Linked DNA regions of Mus musculus: all the other regions are linked to region 3. A link is a contact called in public promoter capture Hi-C data. All regions are on one chromosome and are shown on one strand. Each heading gives the region's core, a stretch centred on a gene start, on an enhancer-like site or on the middle of the called end of the contact. The rest is flanking DNA. Distances are from core to core; before and after follow the strand shown. Region 1 holds the start of Zbed4 (zinc finger, BED type containing 4). Region 2 holds the start of Brd1 (bromodomain containing 1). Region 3 holds the start of Sbf1 (SET binding factor 1).

Region 1 (3,215 bases), core at 140-2,639, 560 kb before region 3:
TGCTTCTGTATAAACAAATGGAAGCTCGTCAAGACTTTCCGGCTGGGCTGAGACATCCTAAGCTAAAGCTCAAACTCTCTCCTAGCTACTTTACTTGTTCTAGGCGCTACCCCTTAGCTCTATAGCTCAAGAACCCATGTCTCAACAGTTCTCCTGGGGCTTCGGAAATCCTTCATGAAGGCAGATGTTCTCTTTCCTCTGGGGTGTAGGGTACGAGGGGCATAACAAGGAGAGGAAGGTTACTGGGAAAAAACTTCTGTACCCTACGGGAACCTGCTAGCTGAGGACCTCCACCCAGGTCTTTCTGCTGTTCCCCATTGAGTCTCATATGGAGCCACCACCTCCACCACAAACATCAGCTTCCCTGAATGGAAGGCGAAGAAGACAGAAGCCAGGCTCAGGGTTCCACACCAATGATGACTTCCACCAGCAGTGCACTGGCAGCCCAACCACCTTCCCTTGAACTTAAAGACACAGAATCCCAAACCATGTCCATTGACCAGTGATGGTGAATCAGGGTAAGCAAGGTGTGACATCAGCACTCGACGCCTCCCCCGACCGCACCACCACCACCTCAATCACAGAAGGAAACTCCTAAACACGCAGAACAGGAGATGGGCGTAGGACAGAACTCCCGCATAAGAGAACAAGCTGTGGTCTAAAGTGTCATCAGAGAAGGACCTCTGGGATAAATTCCACCTGCAGAAATTACATGGTCCGCACAGGCATCTGAACTGGGGCGTTCAATGTTCAGCTCCTTATTTCTTTTACCCAAACATGGCCCCAGGCCCTGAGCAGCTAGCACCTGCTGTGTCTAGCCTCCACCCAAGGGCTACTGAAAGTGGTTGCGCGCAACGCCCCCGGAGAAGGCGCCCGCCTTGACCACAAGCCCGGAAGCTCCGCGGCCAGCCGTTGAGAGCGCAGGACCACCCTAACGGCCAAGCCCTAAGAAGAAACCACTGAGAACGCGCGCTTCTCAAACGCGCAGCAATTCCAACCAACCGCCGTGGCGACTGCGCCTGCGTAGTCTTCGGACCGAACGCCCGACAGGGCAGGTGCGCCAGACCGCGCTTGCGTAGTTTGACGGAGGAGGCCAGCGACCAGACCTCGTGTGTGTGAGACTGCGCCGGAGTAACCTGACCTCCGGAGATGGGGCGAGGGGAAACTGCGCCTGCGTAGTCTTCGTAGCTCCGCCCCGTTTGCCTAGCCGGGGCCCATCCAGCCGTACTCTAGGCATCCCCCCCCAAGGCGGGGCAGGTGCGCACGGACTGCGCTTGCGCACGACAGCCCCGCCCCGGGCCCCGCCCCCGACCCGCGCGGGGCCCTGGGAGGGGCGCAGCGTCCGGCGGCGTCGCGGGCGGCGGGGCTGGGGCGGCGGGAGGGGCGGCGGGGGCAGACAAAGCGGCTAATGAATGGGCGCGCCCGTCGCGCTGTTCGCAGCCCGCGGGCCCGCGCAGCGCAGCGCGGAGCCGGCGCCTCAGGTGAGTGCGCGCGGGACGCTCCAGTGGCGTCTTCGACGGCCGGCGCCGCGCAGGGGTTGGGGAACCGCGCCATTGTCCGTGCGCGGCGGGCCGGGTGGAGGCTGTGTCCCGAGACTGCGCCCGGCCCGGCCCAGCCCGGCCCGGCCTCTGACAGCTGCGCCTCGCGCCGCGGGCGGGCCCAGGCCGCGGAGGGGAGCGACCGCGGGACGCCCCGTGGGACCTTTCGTCAGGTGCCGGGCTCCCGCCACGTCGTGGCGTCCCCCAAGCCGGTGCCGGTGGGCGCGCGTGTCCAGGAAGGGGCGCAGGCAGGCGGCACGGCGGTGACACGGGTCGGTGTCACGCTTCTTGGTGCCTGCCTAGCTTGAAGCGTGTGCGTCTGGGTCTGACCGCGGAGGCTTAACGAAACTTAACTCAACGCTTTGGCTCCGTAGCGTCTTCACGGTCGCAGTACCTGCCGTCATTTTTTGTTCCTTTTGTCCTTTTTGGTGCGACCCACTCGCTTCTGCCCGGGATGGCTGCGGGTCCTCGCTCTCCGTCTGGAGGTTCTCACGAGGCTCCAGCGCGTCTTTTCAAGTCCCTGCAGCGCCGAGCCTCAGGAGGAGCGGCTGTCGCGGTTCTGGCGTTTGTAAAAAGGGAAGTCATTTGTTTTTGAAGTTAATTAGGATAAGATTAAGTGTAGTTTTTAAAAGGACACTTGTGCCTTCTGGCTTCGTAAAGCCAGTCAGCCAAGGCAAGTACATTCTTGTGACTTGGTAGGAAGAAAGAAATTTTCCCCTTTATATCGTGGTGATAAAAATTAATAAGACCAGGGAAATTTTAGTTTTGAGTTTTTTTTTTTTTTTTTTTTTTTTTAGTACTCTGAATAAACGTAGTTGCAAGGCACGAATTAATTCCATGCTAAGCAGAATTGAGAAGCTACAAGTTTGGCTCTACACCCTGAGGGAGTGGCTTGTGCATGAAGACATTGGTGCATGCTTTCTGTAATCTATATAAACTTTTTTCTATATAAATTTTTATATAGACTTTTTGTGTGGCTTTTATTTTCATGAGAAGATCTAGTTAAAAATTTTTTTGAATCTTTAGGAAGTTTCAAAGTCTCAGTGTGCTGATAGGTTTTCATCAATTTACACAAACCTAGACATATTTTGGAAGAGGGAACTTTTTTTAATCTCTTATTTTTAATGTTCATTGGTGTTTCACCTACAAGTATGTCTCTGAGGGAATGTTGAATCCCCTATAACTAGAGTTACAGTTTCGGTTGTAAGCTGCCTGTGACTGAATGGAATTGAACCCAGGCCCTCTGGAACTGTTCTTAATCATCTCAAGAGGAGCCATCTCTCTAGCCCCAGAAGAGGGACTCCGTTTTTCTTCTTCAAAATAATTTTTGAAAATTATTTACTAATTGGGTGTGCTTTGGTGTTCTGCTTGCATGTCTGTCTGTGTGAGGATGTCAGATCCTCCTGGAACTGAAATTATAGATAGCTGTGAGCTGCTATGTGGGTGCTGGGAGTTGAACCCAAGTACTTTGAAAGAGCGCCAGTGCTCTTAACTGTGGGGCCATCTCTGTAGCCCCAGAAGAGGGATTTTTTTTTTCTAAATAATATATTTTATGTGTGTTGGTATTTTGCCTGCATTTGTGTCTGTGTGGGGATATCAGAGATTGAAGTTACAGACAATTGTAAGCTGTCATGTGGGTGCTGGGAATTGAACCCCTGTCTTCTGTAAGAGCAGTCA
Region 2 (3,220 bases), core at 220-2,719, 580 kb before region 3:
TCAAAATCAGCTCCGTTCATTTCCGGCCCGGTTTGCGGACAAGCCATTTAAACTCTTCCTAGCTTCCACCCCTCACCGTAAAAGCACACAGGAAAGAGACACACCTTACTCTAAGGTGACCATCCGGAGAGAAAAACACAGACTCAGGACAGTGCACGCGACCCAACAAGTGATAAAACAGTAACTAAGTAATAGGGAAATTCTGTAACTACTTGTTACCAGATGACAGATACTCTAAAACAGTCGCAGCTGGGTGAAGTGAATGTCCTCCATGAAGGGGGGCCGTTTCCTAGGTGTGTGTAAGTGTGTCACAACTGCAGGGCACCATGAGGAGCTGCGTTTTCTGCAAATTAAGCGCACAGGAAAGTTGCTTCTCTCCTAAAGGCCCAAGAAAGCCGCGCACGCGCGCTCGTTTCTCGGCGTTTCCTGCACTCATCCACGGAGTTGTGGCGGAGCTGCGGGCTTGCTCCGGAGATACCAGGCCCCGCTCCACTTAGGAAATCTTCCGAGCCCGTCCCTCTTCAAGGGAGTTTCCTGTCTTGGCAAAATAGATCGGACCGATCTGTTACATAATGCGACCCGCTCCGCACCGCCAAGGCTACGGGCGAGGACGTGGGCAGACGCCACGAGACCCCAGGCCTTCCGCCTCCTCCGCTGTCCGACGCCCGGCCCCTCGGCCGCCCCAGCCGCCCAGACAGCCGAGCTGCCCAGAGCCCGCCCGCCCGGCCCGGCGGCCTCCCCGCCTACTGAGCCCTGCCGATCGCTCCATTCTCTTGGCCGCGCCTCCCGCGCCGCGGCGGCCTCCTTCTACTCCTCTGTCTCCCCGACCCCGCCGCGGCCTCCGTGTCCCTCTCCGCCCCCACCCGGCTGCGGCCTCCGCCTCCGCGATCTCGCCGCGGCCTCGCCTCCCGAACCCGGCCTCTTGGGCGAGCCGCCGGCACCGATCTCCGGCGTCCCCGGCCGCGCCGGCTCACGGCGGCGCACGTCCGCCCGGCCTTCTCGGTCCCTCCGGCTCCCGCGCCCGCCAGGCCTCACGGCCTCGGGGCCTCGCCGCCCCGACTCTCCGGCCTCCCCGCCCGCGGACAATGCGGAGCCGCCGCTGCCGCCTCCAAACATGGCGCCTGCACCTCCGCCCCGGCCGGCGAGGCGGGCGGCGAACGGCGACCGTCAGACACTCACCTTCGGGGGCGCCGCGGCCGCGGGAGCCCGGCGGGCGGGCGGGCGCGGAGGCCGGCGCGGCCGAGGCGGCGCTAATGGCGCCGCGGCTCCTCCGCCAACGGCCGCGCAGCCGTGCCCCGCCGGGCTCCGGGGCGCGCTCGGCCAGCGGCTCCGGGCCCGCAGGGCGCCGCGGCTCGGGCGGGGTCGGCGGCGCCGGCACGGCCGGCTGAGGCCGGCTCGGGGCCCGGCCGGGCGGAGGACGCGGACGCGGAGCTGCTCGGACGCCTGCCGAGGCGCTGCTCGCTCCCCAGCGAAGCAAACAATGCGGCGAGCGCTCCGCCCGGCGCGCTGCGTGCGAGACGCGCCCCGCCCGCCGCCGCCACGACGCGCGCCGCGCCAAGCCGGGATAAGGGGGCGGGGCGGGACGCGAAGGAGAGAGTGGGGTGACCAGGAAGGGTGTTAGGGTGGGGATCCGGATGGGGGAGGAGTGCTACAAAAGTGGGGTGACTAGGAGGAGAATTCTGGGGGAGACAGGCTAGGGTTCCTGAGGATGAAGGACTGCTGCTGTAAGAGAAGGGTAACCAGATGAATGGTGTTTACTATGGGGTCAATGGCACTGAGTAGAGCAAGAATGCTGACCCTAGAGAGCCAGGTGGAGTTTCCTGAGAGTGCTTGCTTTCCAAGGGAGTGGTATTTTGAGAGAATCAAGAGATGCATCCTAAGGGGGGGAAGTGGGGTTCTGATAGTGTCTGGTGACCAGCGTGGTTCACGGAGGATGAGTTAGGAGGGAATGGAAATGAGGGCCGTGATGGAGGGGATCACCAAACAAGGGTGGATTTATTTGAGGAATAAATGGCTAGGACTGGGGAACCCTAAGGTGGCACTAGAAAGGCATTAACAAGGGCACGAGGTCAGTGGTTGGGTAGAGGAGGGTATGGAAAGGACTTGAGGATGACTAGTGACTGGGACAAGTAGTAGCAATCTCAAACTATGGGCAGCCAGGTCTGGGGGCATGCCTCCAACTCAGGCTTTCCTCTTCTTTTCTTTCTTTCTGTCTGTCTGTCTACCTTTCTTACTTACTTTGGTGGTGGTGGTTTGATTGTTTGGTTGCCTGATTTTTGGTTTTGTTGTTTTGAGACAGACTCTCACTATGTAATTCTGACTGTAACTCACTATGTAGTCAGAGATCGGCCTCCCTAAAGGCATGGCCCACCACCCATGACTTAGGCCTTCCTCTTATAAGCATTGTACTCATAGAAGTATTTAAGCATTGACATCCCTACCAAGGAGCTGGTAACACTTACAGCAGTGGTTCTCAACAGTCCTATTGCTGCTGATCAATGCTGTGATGGCCTCCAGCCATCAAATTCTTTCACTTCTACTTTATAACTATAATTTTCAATACTGTTATGAATGTAAATATCTGATATGCAGGACCAAAAGGGTTGTGACCCACAGGCTGAGAACCTCTGCTGTAAAAGGCTTGAAGATTTTGAAATCAGGGCCCTTTGGGTTGGTGCTTAGGGACACTGGTCTTACTCTCCAGCTTGTTCCGTCTACTTTGTCCTTAGTTTAAAAGTTAGTGGCTTCTAGAGAATTTTCATTATGAGACTCATCTGTAAGTATTTTGAAATGGGGGTGAAGACTGGGTAGTTCTTTGGTTGCCTTGGAAGGCTTATGACAGGTGTCATGGTGATGAAGCACTAGTCATGTGCCTGTGACATTAGCCTGGACCTCTCAGGTAAACAGAAGAGCTTTTCATTCGTGAGCAGAGCTGCTCTCCTCCCCGCCCATGACAGGCAGGGCAGGCTCACAGCTCAGGATGTGGCACCAAACAGTTATTGGGACAAGGCAGACTTGCTCATCTGTGCCTTGCAGCTTTTGGCTGGCCACTACTCTTATCCCACTGTAGCCAAACTATGGGCTGGAAAATAGTCATTTTGTTGTTGTTTGTTTTGTTTTTCAATACAAGGCCCCTCAGTATATCCCTGAACTTCCTCTGTGGAGCAGACTGGCCTTGAACTCAAGAGATTTACCTGCCTCTGCCTCCAGAGTCCTGGGA
Region 3 (3,529 bases), core at 57-2,556:
TGGGTCCTGAATGGTGACAGTGACAGCTGGTCTGAGAAGCAGCAGAATAACTGTGTGGAATAGATAACTGGAACACGGTAGGAAGCATTACATCTAGGGATTAAGGGGCTACCTCATCTGGCCACAGTTGTCCCTAAGATACCGCCCCTCTGCAGGTGGACTCTGACAGCCAGAGTACAAGTCCCAGCCTCCATTCCAGACCCACACACTCAACTTCTCTATGCCAGATTCTATGCTGAAGATAGGGCAACAGCAAGGCAATCTCAGTGGGCTATTGGGAGAAATGAGATCATACACACAAAGGGTTGTGCAGGGCCTGGCACACTGAGGACTCCAGCCAACACCCCCCAACACTGTTGTCTCCATGGCTGTGGTTGATGTCACTGTCAGGCTCCGTTTTCTCCTACCCCCAGGACTGAAGGGCTCTCAGACACAGGTGCTGACTCCAGATCAGGGCCTCCTAGATCACCACACTGATCCCCCGCTGAGGGGCCTGGCTTAGAGGCTTGAACACCAGGAATGCTCTCCTCCAAGTGTGACACTTTCGTCTGAAGTCCGGCTCCATACCACCGACGAACCCCTCCCCCTCCACTGCACCCCATCAAGCGGTGCTTGAGGCTTCAGACCTAGCACTGGGTCAGAGAAGCTGGAAGACGAAAACGTTCCGCCCCCCTCTCTGAAATTCCCAGACCCAGCCACCGGCAGGCGGCCAAGGCGGGGTGAGCCCATCCCACCCAACTTGGAATCGGGGAGACCGAACTGCAGCAGGGTCCTCCAGCCTCCCACGCCCGAGCGACACGCCCCTGCCCACCTCGGAACAGCGACGCAGGTGCCCAGGTGTAGGAGGGATGTTTCTTACACAGGCCATGTCGTCCGGGGTCCTCGCGGGTTGCCCCGACGCCACCGTGGCCAATAACTACGGAGGCCTCTTTTCGAGAGCCCCGAGAGCTCGGCCCCAACTCCTGACCCTGCCTCCGGCCGGGTCTTCTTAGCTTCGAGTCCTCAGTCCCAGTCCCTCAGTCCCCCCCAGCTCGTCCCCCTCGGCGCTGAGACTCACCGCGCGGGTGCGGCCCGAACGCCACCAGCACGAAGTAGTCCGCGAGCCGCGCCATGGCAAGGGGCGCAGGCGGGCTCCACGGCTCGAGGGTTCGATGGCGGCGCGCTCATGGCCCGGCGCTGGCCCTAAGCTGCACACTTGGGACACCCCGGGCCCGCTCCTCTGCGGCGCCGCTGACCAGGGCTTCCGCCGCCATCTTCCCAGCCAGCCGGCCCGCCCGGGCGCTTCAGGAGCCTGCGCAGTTCTGCCCCTCCCGTGTAGGCGGGACCTGGCACAGTGCGCTTCCATTGGGCCACTCCGCATGGGGCGGGTCCAGAGGGCGCTGCCCCGCCTACTACCTCATGCTCAAGGACCGGCTCAACCCTTTGGGCGGGTGAAGCTTACGGCGGCCGGGGCGGGTCAGCTACCCTGGTCCCGCGGCCGACATTTCGACCTGAAGCACCACCGGTCAGGATTAGGGCATACTTCCCCGTCGGAACTGAAGCCCCGGAATGAAGGGAGACCTGGACCTCACCCTTGGGAGAGCCTAACTCCGAGGGTCAGGGGCGTGGTCCAGCTCAGTCTGCCTGAAGCAAACCAGTGGAGCTCAGGCCTTGTCCAGCCAGTCTCCCAAACTAGAGGACCGAGCTGGGGGATGGAGGAGTGTCATGGCTTCGCCACTCACCCTGCCAATCTTATGGTGGCCAAGGGAAAGACTTTACAGGCTTTTTTTTTTTAAGTTCCTAGTGCAAAAAGGGGCAGCTAGATATTTCACCATTGGATGGATGGGATATCCAACACCTGCATTTAAAAAAAAAAAAAAAAAAGTTCCAGCTTGAGTCACCTTCCTGCGAAGTTGGATCGCCCTGGAGGTCAGGGGGTTGGCCAGGCCTCTTGCAGTAATACAGGAATGGACACTTGTAGGAGAGGCAAGGTCCTTGACCAGGAGATTAAAGGGGGAGGACTAGGCTTGCTTGTTGATGAGTTTAGTTTTCTGTGAGAACTGAAAGACAAGCCACCTATTAGCATCGTGTTCCCTCCACCTGCAAGATCTGGAGAATGAATGAAAGCAATCTCAGGAGAGACGAGTCCAGTCGTCAGTGTACGTGTATAAAGAGTCTCGGCCCTTGAGAAGCTGAAGCAGGTCGTTCATGAATTCCAGTCCAGTCTCCTTGGCTTCATCAGGAAACCATGTGTCCAAAAAACAGGAGATATAAGGGCCTTTCTGGAGAGATAGTTTAGAGGTTATGGGAATCTGTGCTGGATTTGCAGCACCCTCGCCTGCAATTCTGGGTCCAGGGGGATCTGTCGCCCCCTTCTGGCCTCCGGAACGTGTTTGTGGTGGTGCGTGGACATACATGCAGGGAAAACACCCATACACATAAAGTGAAAATGTCTTTTTTAAGAGAGGGGGATGAGCTTGGTGGTCATGGTGGTGGTGGCAGCGCACGCCTTTAATTAAAGCGCTTGGGAGTCAGAAGCAGATGGAGTTTGAAGCCAGCCTGGTCTACGGAGCTAGTTCCAGAACAGCCAGGAAGCCCTGTCTTGAAAAAAATAAGATAAAATAAAAATAAATAAAAGAGGGGAAGAGGAAAAGACTGTCCTAGGAAAGTTCTGTGCACAGAGACACAAACCTAGCTCTCCTTTGCCAATGCCAGGTGAGCTGCAAAATCTTCCTTTCTGCTTAAAACCTGTGTTTGAACTTGATTGAGTTGGCTGCTTCTGTCAATCAACTAAAACTCGTCTCTATACTCGTAAGAAATGGTGGCAGGGGGCTGGAGAGATGGCTCAGAGGTTAAGAGCACTGACTGCTCTTCTGGAGGTCCTGAATTCAATTCCCAGCAACCACATGGTGGCTCACAGCCTTCTGTAATGGGATCCAATACCCTGTTCCGGTGTGTCTGAAGACAGCTACAGTGTACTCATATACATAAAATAAATAAATTTTTTTAAAAAATGGTGGCAGGCAAGTTTGACTTGGTGTCTGAACCTGGGGTTGCCTCTCCTAGAAACTATAAGGATCCTGTACCCCATTCCTCCCATGACCACTGGGGCCCAGTGTCATTACCTAAAAGAACCCCAATCCTGGCAGGGGGTCCTTTCCAACTATCCTCAAGTGTCTTGCCTCTAAATTGAGTACTCTAACCACTGCATCCCCAGGTCACCTGCTAGCGACTTCTTCTCCTCAAGGGCCTGTCGTCTCCTCTCCTCAACCAGTGTAGGCCCTCCTCCAAGACAATATTCTCGCATCCCACTGCTATGCACATGCACACCTCCAAACGCCTGTCTCCTTGCAGACTGCTGCCTCTGTTTTTCGTTGCCCACGTCTCACCCAGCTATGTATTCTCTTCACCATCTGTATCCTGCAGACCTAAGAAGGTGGGGCGACCCTTCTTGATGACACAACTGACTCAACTTGAGATAAATGGGTACCCCCTACAGAGTAGGGTGGCCCACAGTGACACAGTGAGCCTCGCTTGTGTTGGATGGATA

The links. Promoter capture Hi-C pulls out the DNA fragments that hold promoters and counts their contacts.
Region 1: a contact with region 3 is called in a promoter capture Hi-C map of liver, with 4 times the contacts expected there. The contact joins the promoter of Zbed4 here to the promoter of Sbf1 in region 3. A contact is called at or near these places in 13 of 39 promoter capture datasets (the 3T3-L1 cell line, 3T3-L1-derived adipocytes, the C10 cell line and 6 more), 1 of 484 Hi-C or Micro-C datasets (embryonic stem cells), 2 of 115 datasets of contacts at active chromatin or transcription factors (double positive thymocytes and memory CD8 T cells) and 1 of 9 other capture datasets (liver).
Region 2: a contact with region 3 is called in a promoter capture Hi-C map of liver. The contact joins the promoter of Brd1 here to the promoter of Sbf1 in region 3. A contact is called at or near these places in 16 of 39 promoter capture datasets (the 3T3-L1 cell line, 3T3-L1-derived adipocytes, the C10 cell line and 10 more), 4 of 115 datasets of contacts at active chromatin or transcription factors (double positive thymocytes, embryonic stem cells, memory CD8 T cells and 1 more) and 2 of 9 other capture datasets (adipose tissue and liver).

What each region holds. Positions count from the first base shown.
Region 1 is chr15:88,750,322-88,753,536 of GRCm38.p6, forward strand. It overlaps Zbed4 (zinc finger, BED type containing 4), which reads left to right and starts at 1,390. Exons shown (of 3, transcript NM_181412.3): 1 at 1,390-1,481.
Region 2 is chr15:88,732,750-88,735,969 of GRCm38.p6, forward strand. It overlaps Brd1 (bromodomain containing 1), which reads right to left and starts at 1,470. Exons shown (of 13, transcript NM_001033274.3): 1 at 1,180-1,470. It overlaps Gm41377 (a long non-coding RNA gene), which reads left to right and starts at 1,372. Exons shown (of 3, transcript XR_875560.2): 1 at 1,372-3,220.
Region 3 is chr15:89,314,005-89,317,533 of GRCm38.p6, forward strand. Sbf1 (SET binding factor 1) reads right to left here and starts at 1,307. Exons shown (of 41, transcript NM_001170561.1): 1 at 1,058-1,307. The coding sequence starts at 1,112.